Linked DNA regions of Zea mays: region 2 is linked to region 1. The links are chromatin contacts, called in public Hi-C maps. All regions are on one chromosome and are shown on one strand. The core of a region is the stretch at or near the end of the contact, and the rest is flanking DNA. Distances in the headings are between cores, read along the strand shown. Region 1 holds the start of LOC100284133. Region 2 has its middle 30 kb from the start of LOC109939989.

What was found. A called contact is a pair of places that touch in the nucleus more often than the background predicts.
Region 2: a contact with region 1 is called in a Hi-C map of leaf, with 9 times the contacts expected there. The contact joins the enhancer-like site here to the promoter of LOC100284133 in region 1. A contact is called at or near these places in 3 of 25 Hi-C or Micro-C datasets (ear, leaf and tassel).

The regions. Positions count from the first base shown.
Region 1 is chr5:194,076,881-194,079,580 of Zm-B73-REFERENCE-NAM-5.0, forward strand. LOC100284133 reads left to right here and starts at 1,377. Exons shown (of 3, transcript NM_001370580.1): 1 at 1,377-1,486; 2 at 1,597-1,938; 3 at 2,074-2,700. The coding sequence starts at 1,451.
Region 2 is chr5:194,149,547-194,152,246 of Zm-B73-REFERENCE-NAM-5.0, forward strand. No RefSeq gene overlaps it. Among protein-coding and RNA genes, the nearest start is that of LOC109939989, 30 kb to the right of the region's middle. Within about 2 kb of position 1,270, at least 19 of the 20 cell types and tissues checked have an H3K27ac peak or open chromatin away from gene starts, as enhancers often do. A contact at or near this core is called in ear, leaf and tassel, where this site is marked.

The DNA.
Region 1 (2,700 bases), core at 127-2,626:
TATTTTAATTTGGAACTGGACTATCCCAAAAACTGAAACGATAAATCATTCTCGTACGTGAGCGGTAACGGGATTTTCACCGAGAAACCACACTTTCCGAACAGTAGATGCAACGCTCCGCAACACCCAATAACGACAGCTAGCTAGCTATTAAGATAATTTTTTAACAGCGTTATTTTTTAGGAATAGCTCGTAGTATTATTAGATCTATGTCATTACCGGGGATCAGATTTCCAGGCTTTTGGGCCTACGAGTCAGAGATTGGACGAAGAAAGAGTCCGTTTTAGAAGGACGCCTTTCTGAATAACCTCGAGATATCTAGCCCGAGAGTCCAGCGAACCAAGAGTAAGCCACTCGAGTGGATTTCGCATCTGGCCCGAAAACTATCCCATCATAAATAACTGGCCGCATTTAATACACTTGGAGCCGAGCCATGATAGTGGGTCGGTCCTTCATACACTTATGACCTATGAAATCGTAGACCTTTGGCTCACTTATAGCTTACCGAGCTTAGACCTGAGTCTTCTACAAAACCTACAATACAACGAGGGACCGACGAAGCTCAAGCTACGAAGGCCAAAGATTAAGGTGTCACAGGAGGAGTAATGATGACACCTGGATCCCTCGTCGTCCACGCACATCATCCTACCCTACTTAAACAGCCTAGCCAAAGAGCTAAGAGAAAGAGGGCAAATACCAATGAGCTCAGAGGATGAGTGCGAATATCGGTGGACAAGTTTGTACCAAGGGTAGAACACTTAGTCTACAAAAAGGGGAGGGTTGCCCCAACGAAGGAGGAGGAGACGGAGCAGCGATACTCGATCGACTTAGCTAGGCAGCGAAAATTGATATGTAGTCCTTTAGAATCAATAACGCATAGGGACTTGAGAACTCTTTCCTCTCCTAATCACTTGTAACTCATACTATGAGCATCGAGCAACAAAGTGTAGATAGCGCAAGCCACTAGATCTTACGTCTACTTAGCATACCATCCGAGGTGGAACGCGTATACACAATTTACTCGTCGATGCTGCTCTTTCTCTCAACTGGTTACCAATGTCAGTTTCTAGCCATCCAGTCGTGTTCGAATCCTGACACCCGCTTTGAGCTACATGACGGTGAGCCCATGCGCCGTAGGGTGTACTAAATAAGTACACGACTGCCAAAGTCCGTGCGCGACCCCTATAGCAGTAATTACAATGGCTAACAAGAGTCGGGCAATCCAACTGCTTATCGCTGGGGAAATCCACAGTGCATTTGTTGCACGCACGGACTTTGGCAGCCATTCAATGACCCACCAGACGCTCATCGCTTGCACCCACGCTGTCGTTGCCGCCGCTGCCTTTTCCCCTGCCTCCCACTCCCTCCACGCCTCCTTGCCTCTCCTTTTCACCCGTTCCTCGTCTCCCTCCTGCGGTCCTGCCCCCCCTCCCCTGCAGCCGCTCCCTCCATGGCGTCCTTCGTCGTGCACCACCACGGTTCGCCGGTAAGGCTCATACTCAGACGCGTGCGATTTTTTCTCTCTTTTTTTTTTGCTGCTCTTGGAGACTCACGAGAGTTTTGGTTCTCATCCGGTTCCTGTGTGCGCGGTTCCAGCTGGACAGGGAGGGCAAGGTCAAGATGTCCGCCCTGGCCCTGAGGAGTAGCCTCAGGCCGTGCGAGGCCGCCGAGGAGGTCGGGGCCGGGCAGGCGTGGTGCAGAGGCGCGGACATGGGCATCGCCGCCTTTGCCGATGAGTTCTCCGTGGAGGACTTGCTGGACCTCGAGGACCTCTGCGAAGTTGACAAGGACTGCGCCGAGCTGGGCGACACGGTGCCGGCGGCGGAGTCTGTGCAGGAAGAGGACAAGGTGTCCAGTGACTCCCACGGGTCGTCGGTGCTGTCCTACGAGCTCATGACGCTCCCGGTTCCGCACCCGATGATTGACCTCCCGTTGCCGGTAAGAGCAAGACCAATTTTGACCGCGTCCTTCGCCGGCAAGGCGGCTTTTTTCTTTCTTTTTCCCTCCCCACCCTCTCTACACACAAGGTTCCATTTCCGCGCCTTGGTTGTTGAGGTTTCGGTGCGTGTGCAGGCCCATGACGCCGAGGAGCTGGAGTGGGTGTCCCGTATCATGGACGACTCGCTCGCCGAGCTCCCGCCGCCACCGAAGCTACCCGCGGCGCCGTTGGGAGCTGCGCGGCGGCCGCTGGAAGGCGCAGTGGCAGGCCCTATGCGGAGCCCGACCACGACCATATGCGCGCTGTCGACGGAGGCGCTAGTGCCGGTGATGAGGGCGAAGCGCAGCAAGCGCTCGCGTGGCTCCGTGTGGTCGCTGTCCGGCGGAGCGCCCCTGTCGGAGTCGACATCGTCGTCTTCCACGGCCACCACGTCGTCCTGCTCCTCGTCCGCCTCTTTCTCGCCGCTGTTACTCCTTCCGGCGGACCCGTCCCTCGTCCTGTCCTCGCACCTCCTCGACGAGACGCCGCGGCCCAAGAAGAAGTCCAAGCACGGGAAGCATGGCAAGAGCGGCAAGCCCAAGAAGCGCGGCCGCAAGCCGAAGCACCACCCCAAGCCGCCCCAGTTCTCGGGCGGCGCCGCCTACGCGCCGGCCCAGGGCGACCGGCGCTGCAGCCATTGCGGCGTGCAGAAGACGCCGCAGTGGCGCGCGGGCCCCGAGGGCGCCAAGACGCTGTGCAACGCGTGCGGGGTCCGTTACAAG
Region 2 (2,700 bases), core at 20-2,519, 73 kb after region 1:
CAGGAGCAGGAGGCCTACTAATCCTTCTTCAACTTGTTCTAATGTCGCACCGGCTTCTGGGAAACAGCACATGCCTAGTTTACCCTATTTTGATTTGAAAACTGAAGCTGTCCGGTTGAAAATGGCCAGCATTTGACAGGGAATAGCTAGCTAAAAGCGCAGGTTTTTGGAACATGGAATACGCTGGTATGTAAGGACCAAGGAGTAGAAAATTACAACAACTTCTATATATGTTGCAGAATGCAGTGGAGTCGACTGCGTAGTGCGTACTGCGCATTATAGTTTCCGCACGGGTATATGTTGCGTGAAGATTGTTGATTCTTGAGCCATCGGGATACGATCGGAAGCTGTCCCCTTCCGTCTTGAAATTATGGGTCACGATACCGACCGATCAAGCCGCCGCGCCATTGCTCGTTTTCTAGCGTGAAAGCTACTATACTACTAGTTCGAGCTGAGCTGGAATCAGAGCCTGGACAGCGAGGTGAGGTGCCGACTGCCGAGGTCCCTTCGCTCTCTTCTTTTTTTTCTTCTTCTAATAACCGTCTAACTAAATGGCCCCTTCGGTCTTTTCTCCCCATTTTGTTACGTAGGACCATTCTTCATCCGCGAGTGGTCCGGAACAAGTATGCTATTTGCTCAAACTTGACACTTTTTAGTGAACTTTTCTCCCATGTAGGGCTAGACATTCGGTCTATTAGGGTAATTTGGTTCGGTTTATTCGGGTTTGTGAAATTTCGGGTTCTAAAAAATAAGAACTGAAATTTTTAAAAATATTTTAGGAACCGAACCCGAATAGATTCACAATTTTGGTTCGGTCTATTCGGTCCACCGAATAGACCCAAATTGTAGAGAAACTAGTATATTTTGTTAAAACATATACAATGAATAATTAATTGAAAGTACTATTAATACAACAAGTGACTATAAAAATTAGCATACAAAGATATATATACTATCATTAAGATGAAATCATTATTTCTAGCTAATGAGTTTATTAATCATATAATAATATCATCATATATTAAGAGCTTTTTTATATTTTGGGTTATTAGGTCTATTTGGGTTTTAAAGGTTAGGAACCGAACCCGAACTTATACCCCGTAATATAGCACATATAGGAACCGAACCCGAAAAGCCGAATAGACCGAGTCTATTTGGGTTCTATTCAGATTCGAGTTCGGTTTTAAAATGCCCACCCCTACTCCCATGGACTACGAAGAGAATGTTTGTGCATGAACAGCGAAACCCATCTAGTGCCTTGTTTGGGTGGGTAAACTTCCAGGCCAATTCACGTGATTGGGCCAATGATTCGACCCACTCAAAAGAAGACCGTACGCTGAATACGATCCCAATCCAAATGATTTAAGCCCACGCGTTGGCGCTTTTATTCAGGAAGACAAGAGGCGGAGAGCTTTCAGTTTGGAGTCAGTTTTTTAACTTTGTAGAGGCCACGCGTTGGCGCTCACAAGAGGCGGAGAGCTTTTAGTTTGGATTCAATTTTGTAATTTGTAACTTTGTTGAGGCCACGCGTTGGCGCTTTTATCCTTGAACACAAGAGGTGGAGAGCTTCCAGTAACCTTATCTCAGGCCCTTCCGTCCGTAATAAAACCTTCTGGTCTTATTACGTGGTCTAAATTTAATCTCATAAAGGAATATTGTTCATTATTTATAATACACTCTAAAAGATTTTGTTCTCTATACCTTCACCATCTCAAACAATATTCTCTAAATTTTATCCTCTATATTTTTCCTACCCATATTATTAGAATTACTTTTCACAATTTTTTTGCTTACTTCTCTATTTTTTTCAATAAAATCTAGTAGGAGACCCTTCCCTCATGTTTACCTAAAAAAGCTAGCTTGGTAAGACATCGTAGATGATTACGACGCAAGCAGAAATGATGACATTTTGTCCTAACCACTTTTGTATTCCGTTTTCTATGGTGTCGCATGGTGCAATGGTGATAGTGGTATTGTGCGTGTGGGGTGACAAACTAGTGATGTTTAGGATGTGCTTGACTTAGTTGTGGACTATCGAAAAGCGGCCCGGGGTTATGAGCCAATAGAAAGCCAAAATTTTGTCATATATATCTCATCATCTATATTTTTTCTAACCATATTATCAGAATTAGTTTCCACCAATTTTTTCCTAATACTCTATTTTTTCAATAAAATCTAGTATGAGACCCTTCCCTCATGTTTTCCTAGAAAAAGATAGCTTGGTGCAAGACATCGTAGATGACTATGGCACAAGTAGAGATGATGACATTTTGTCCTAACCGCTTTTGTATTCGGTTTTCTATGGTGTTGCATGGTACACTGCTAACAGTGGTATTCTGCGTGTGGGTGACAAACTATTTGTGTTTAGGATGTGCTTGACTCAGATTGTGGGCTGTCTAAAATTAGCTCGAGGTTATGGGATGGTAGAAAGCCAAAAGCCATTTAGCTCAACATTTTTGACTTTTAAAAAATTGCCAGCTCCTCTCGGTAATAAGTGAACCTCCCCCCATCAGCTTTGTCTTCTTTCTCCAGATGGATCCTCGACCGAGGTTGTGCTCGTCCATGGCGATCGAGTCGAGCTCGCCTACAACAACTGAGGTCGCGCTCACCCGCAGCGACGAAGGCGTGCTTGCCTGTGGCGGCCGAGGTCATGCTCGCCTGTGACTTCTGAGGTCACGCTCACCCATGACGACGGACCTG